Linked DNA regions of Sus scrofa: region 1 is linked to region 2. A link is a contact called in public Hi-C data. All regions are on one chromosome and are shown on one strand. The core of a region is the stretch at or near the end of the contact, and the rest is flanking DNA. Distances in the headings are between cores, read along the strand shown.

Region 1 (3,049 bases), core at 142-2,641, 3.3 Mb after region 2:
CTAGGAACCATGAGGTTGCGGGTTCGGTCCCTGCCCTTGCTCAGTGGGTTAACGATCCGGTGTTGCCGTGAGCTGTGGTGTAGGTTGCAGATGCGGCTCGGATCCTGCGTTGCTGTGGCTCTGGCGTAGGCCGGTGGCTACAGCTCCGATTCAACCCCTAGCCTGGGAACCTCCATATGCCGCGGGAGCGGCCCAAGAAATAGCAATAGCAACAACAACAACAACAAAAAGCTTATATGCCATTTACACTTAAAAATATGTGCTATATCCCCCATGTTGTACAAAGTATCTTTGTCGTTTATTTTATACCCAAGAGTTTGGACTTGTTAATTCCTTGTTTTGTCTTTTTTTTTTTTTTTTAAGCGAATTAGCCTAGAAACGACCAGAAAGCACCACAGTATGTGTATAACTCATACAATACAATCTTTTCATTTACTGAGTGTAAAACTAATTTGTTTCTCGAATTCCGGATATTCAGAGCTTAGGTGGAATACACTTTCCTTTTATCTGGGCCAGGACGTGACTTCTAGGAAGTGTTCAATAAGTATTTGCTGAATGAATTAATTAATCCATTAAAAGCCCGGAAGCAACCAGACCAAAATGTTTACCAAGGCCGAGACCCACCCCTTTCTCTGGGTGACCTTGGGACGTGACCTGCCCTCTCGGAGCCCAGGGTGTCCTGCATTCCCCCGGCCCACCGCGGGACAGGTGAGCTGAAGGACTCCAGGGTCGGGGAGAGGTTGGCGAGCTCCACCCAGCCTTGAGCTCGCCCACCTGCTCACCGTTCCCGCGCCCGCGGGGCCCGCACCTACTCACTTGAGCAGCACGGCGCCACCCACCGCCGTGCCCAGCACGGACAGCGGCAGAATGTAGCGGTTCATGCCGGGTGGAGCCGGGGTCCAACCGCAGCAGCCCGCAGACCCTCAACCGCAGCAGGTGCTAGGGGCTCGCCGCCTGGGATACACGTGGGGCAGGGCGGGCGCGGCTGCAACACGCAGCTTCCGGAAAGGGGCAGGGGGCGGGGCTTCCAGGGGAGCGACCAATGGGGACGGGCTGCGAGCGCAGCTACAGCTGGGAATGGTCGTTTCGGGAGCCCGGGGCGGGGCCGGATCAGGGGGCGTGGCCAATGTCTCTGGAAAGGGGTTGAGGGGCGGGGCCCACGCGCGGGTCCCCCAAAGTTATGCTCTTCCTGCTGCAATGCGCGGCGCAGTTCTGGAGGGACCCCCCGGATCCCAATCATACAGCTGCCGCATCCGGATGCAATCCTCCTTATGTCTTTCCAATATATCAGCCTGTTTCCTCATCTAAAAATATATATTCCTGGAGTTCCCGTCGTGGCTCAGCGGTTAAGGAATCTGACTAGCATCCAGGAGGTCGCAGGTTCGATCCCTGGCCTCGCTCAGTGGGTTAAGGACCCGCCGTTGCCGTGAGCTGTGGTGTAGGTCGCAGACCCGGCTCGGATCCTGCATTGCTGTGCCTGTGGCATAGGCCAACAGCTACAGCTCTGATTCAACCCCTAACCTGGGAACCTCCACATGCCACAGGTGTGGCCCTAAAAAATAAAAATTTTTAAAAAAGGATAAAAATATGTATTCCTTACAAACTACTATGTATGAAATAAACAAGCTACGAGAATATATTATACAGCTCAGGAACTATAGCCAGAATTTTATAACAACTTTAAATGGAATATAATCTATAAAACATTTCAGAGTGCCTGTTGTGGCTCAGCAGGTTAAGAACCCAACATAGTGTCTGTGAGGATGCGGGTTCGATCCCTGGCCTCGCTCAGTGGGTTAGGGAATCTGGCATTGCTCCAAGCTGAGTGCAGGTCAGATGCCGCTGGGACAAGCGTGTTGGTGTGGCTGTGGTGTAGGCTGGCAGCTGCAGCTCCGATTCCACCCCTAGCCCAGGAACTTCTATATGCTGCAGGTGCGACCTTAAAAAAAAAAAAAAAAAAAAAGGTTGAATCACTATTTTGTACACCTGAAGCTAATATAATATTGTATACCAACTATACACCTCAATAAATGTACATATGTATTCCTTGTAGCCTTTATGGGAGAATTTGATCATTTCAATGCTCGGAATCCAAGACCTACTAATCTGAAGGGGGTACCTAAACTCTTGGGGTCCTGGGGGAGGAGGCCATGGGAGAGCGTGCTCTGGGTCTGAAAGAGGAGGGAGCTGGGGTTCTGGACTCCCTAGGGCTGAGGGAGGAGAGGCTTGACCAGACTCCTGGGTCTGAGGAGGGGGCCACCCTGATTCAAAATGACCTCATCTTAACAAATTACATCTGCAACGACCCTATTTCCAAATAAGGTCACATTCCGGGGTCTATTGCAGATGAGGATTTCAACATATAACTATGTGGGGAGAGAGGGGAGAGGCCATTCAACCATCCCACTCATAATACCCAGAAGCTGGAAGCAACTCAAGAGCCATCAACAGCTGATGGAGTAAGTAACTGATAGTAAATCCATGCAATGGACTCTTACTTAATAGAAAGGAATGAATGGAGTTCCTGCCGTGGCTCGGCCGGTTAAGAGCCCGCCTAGTCTCCATGAGGATGCGGGTTTGATCCCTGGCCTCAATCCGTGGGTGAAGGATCCAGCGTTGCTGCAAGCTGAGGCGTAGGTCGAAGGTGCGGCCCAGATCTGGCTTTGCTGTGGCATGGGCCGGCAGCTACAGCTCAGATTCAACCCCTAGCCTGGAAGAGACTTGCATAAGCTGCAGCTGAGGCTCTAGGGAGGGAAGGAGGGAGGAAGAAAGAAAAAGGAATGAACCACTGGTACTTGCACAGTATGTATGATTCCAGTTACATGACAGTCTAGGAAAGGCAAAACCATATTAGAGCATGAAGACCAGTGGTTACCAAGGGCAGAGGGGCCGGGGGAGGCAGGTGGGGGAGTGATTACTGCAAAGGGAACTTCATGGGGGGATTTGGCAATAGTCTCTGCCTTAATCACACTGGGGTCTGTATATACGACTGCATACACTTGTCAAATCTCATCAGCATATTCACCTAAAAATACTGAATTTTGGAGTT
Region 2 (2,881 bases), core at 155-2,654:
GGTGGAATCGGAGCTACAGCTGCCAGCCTACACCACAGCCGAAGCAACGCCAGATCCAAACTGCATCTACGACCTACACTACAGCTCCTGGCAATGCCGGATCCTTAACCCACTGAGTGAGGCCAGGGAGCGAACCTGCATCCTCATGAATGCTAGTCAGATTCCTTTCCACTGAGCCACGATGGGAACTCCACAAGTATCTCTTCTTATCCTCTGTTTCCTCACTAAACTAAGCAAAACTAGGGACCGTATCTGTCTGTTCATCTCTGTATCTCCACCAACTAGCAGAATATCTACCATATACTAGGTATTCAGGAAATAATCGGCAGGGAGTTCCCTCTGGTTGCAGTAGGTTAAGTAACCAGCGTTGCCACAACTGCGTGGCTCAGATTGATCCTTGGCCTCGAACTTCCTTATGTCACCGGTACAGCCAAAAGAAAGAAAGAAAGAAAGAAAAGAAAGGAGGGAAGGAGAAAGGAAGAAAGATTCAGTAAATAAGTGAATGAGCAATTTTATGTAATCCTTTAACCCACCTCAATATGGTCTCCTCTCTCTGAGTCTCTGAATATATAACTTTTTCATCCCTAAAGTAGGGACACAGATGCTATTTCCTGCAGCGTGGATCTTCTCCGACACCAAGACTAGAGCCTAACCCGCTGTTGTTATACATCTTATGAACTCTTTGTTGGCTTCAACACTTAAGAGGCTCTAAATGTCTAACATTTTGTTTAATATCCATCTTCCCCATCAAGCGAAAATTTCAATGAAACTAGGCACTAAGTCCGTACTCTTCATTGCGCGCTACTCCCACTGCCCAGCGCAGCACCTGGCACGTAGCAGGTACCACATCCTCGCTGGATTCCAGCCAACCTCTCCAGCCGCAGCCCCCACCACTAGTCCTTCTCACATTTTTTCTTTCACCAACTTCTTCCCCTCACTTTAACCGGCTCAACACCTTCCTCATCCTTCGGTTCTCATTCTACATTCTGCACCCCACTCCAGAGTGCCTAGGTTGCTTGGTGAAACACATCCCATGCGCCCTGTGTGGACCCTAAGGCGCTTCACACGTTGGTGATTTTTTAAGTAATGACTTGTTTAATCCTGTCTCCCCAGGCACCATGGAAAGCGCTAAGGGCGCTGAGAAATTTTTTTTGGCCCCAAAGCCGTAACACTGTAGGAGCATATGAAGCCTCTGGGTAGTCGGTCGACACTTTCACACTTCCTCCTCTAGACCCAGGAATCCGACCTCCCGCCCTCCTCTCGTCCCCATCACACTCACCTCTTTCCCCCTCGCAGAACCGTTCCTAGGAAATAGGCGTTCCAACAGCGGTCGACGCTCACTGATGACGTCTTACCCTTGCGCCGTCGTCGAGGCAAAGCTGCGCTCTGATTGGCCCACGCCCCGCGTCGTTCCCGGCCGCGTTTGGAACAACAACTTTATTAACACTTCCCGCTAGGCAGAGAATGGGTGAGCAGGCGGTAGAGGGGGCTTGTTTGGCTCGTGGCCCTCTGTGAACTGAGTCTGATCAGCGGAGAATCGCCGTAGTCTGACCACAGGGTGTCAAGACAAGAATAAAGGCGACGGCAACTCAGGCGACTGGTGGAGACGTTCGACGAGAAAGCAAGGCCTTTATGCCGGGAGTCGGCGTGGGGTTGGACGGTTTGGGGAGCGGAGCCGGAGATCGGAAACTACAGCTCCCAGTAGGCGTAGCGGCGAAGTCCCGGATGTGGTGGCCGTGAAGCCTGATGGGACCGGTAGTTTTGCCAACGATTTAACCTAGCGGTTTGAGATTGGACCTCCTGAGGCCTGAGGCGCTCGGAGCCGGAGAGAGATGGAGCTGGAGCAGAGAGAGGGGTGAGTGGCTTTGGGGGAAACTACGAATCCCAAAAAACCTTGCGGCTGCGTAATGGCAGTCTTCTGCGTTGAGGACTGACGGGGATTGCAGTTCCTGCAGCACTTTAGCTTAGAACTCTTTTAGGGACTGGGGTCCGTATTCCAGCCTCCTGGGTTGGGGGTGGAGGGTGGGGAAGCTACGGGTTTAGACTCCTGATAGGAGAGACGACGAGGTTGGGGGCCGGGACTCCTGGATTTGAGTGAGGGATGGGGGGCTGGAAGCCCCGGTGATACTCGAGGAGGAAGAGTCTGGAGGTCTAGATTCCTGGATCCTGGGAAGGGTGTGCTGGGGGCCAGGGCCTGAGGAAGGAGAATCTAGCAGCCTGGACGCCTAGATCCGGGGAAGAAATGGTTGGGGCTCAAACTCTTGTGGATCCTGGGAAGAGGGGGCTGGGGGCTCCGGACTTCTGCGTCTGAGGGAGGAGGGGGCTGGCGGCTTGGCACCTGGTCTGAGGGAGGAGGGACTAGGTGCGGAGGTTCAGGGATCCTGAGTCCCCTGACCCTACAGGACCATGGCAGCCGTGGGCTTTGAAGAGTTCTCGGCGCCGCCAGGCTCAGAGTTGGCGCTGCCTCCGCTGTTCGGTGGTCACATCCTGGAGAGCGAGCTTGAAACAGAAGTGGAGTTTGTGTCTGGGGGTCTGGGCGGCTCCGGGCTCCGGGAGCGAGATGAAGAGGAAGAGGCAGCGCGGGGCCGCCGGCGCCGCCAGCGGGAACTAAATCGCAGGAAGTATCAGGCACTAGGTCGGCGCTGCCGGGAGATCGAGCAGGTAGGTGAGTGTGGATTCCCCCGTTTTGAGGTCCCCTGGCCTTAATTACCAGTCCCTCCGGGCCGCTGCCTGTCTAGATGCCCAGCCTTTCTTGCGTAACTGAATGAATCTTCCATCCATTTATTTATTCACTGAACAGCTAATATGTGTCAGGCACCGGTGCAAAGCACCCTGGAGAGCTGTCTCCTCTAGAGCTTTATCTGACAACCCCGATCAGCTC

The links. Hi-C and Micro-C count contacts between places; a contact is called where the count stands out from the background.
Region 1: a Hi-C map of embryonic fibroblasts shows a contact between it and region 2, with 2.0 times the contacts expected there. The contact joins the promoter of RDH13 here to the promoter of PRPF31 in region 2. A contact is called at or near these places in 2 of 47 Hi-C or Micro-C datasets (embryonic fibroblasts and liver).

What each region holds. Positions count from the first base shown.
Region 1 is chr6:59,291,748-59,294,796 of Sscrofa11.1, forward strand. RDH13 (retinol dehydrogenase 13) reads right to left here and starts at 1,392. Exons shown (of 7, transcript XM_021094989.1): 1 at 817-1,392. The coding sequence starts at 881.
Region 2 is chr6:56,010,103-56,012,983 of Sscrofa11.1, forward strand. It overlaps PRPF31 (U4/U6 small nuclear ribonucleoprotein Prp31), which reads right to left and starts at 1,405. Exons shown (of 14, transcript XM_003127413.5): 1 at 1,280-1,405. It overlaps TFPT (TCF3 fusion partner), which reads left to right and starts at 1,394. Exons shown (of 6, transcript XM_021094886.1): 1 at 1,394-1,855; 2 at 2,403-2,661. The coding sequence starts at 1,833.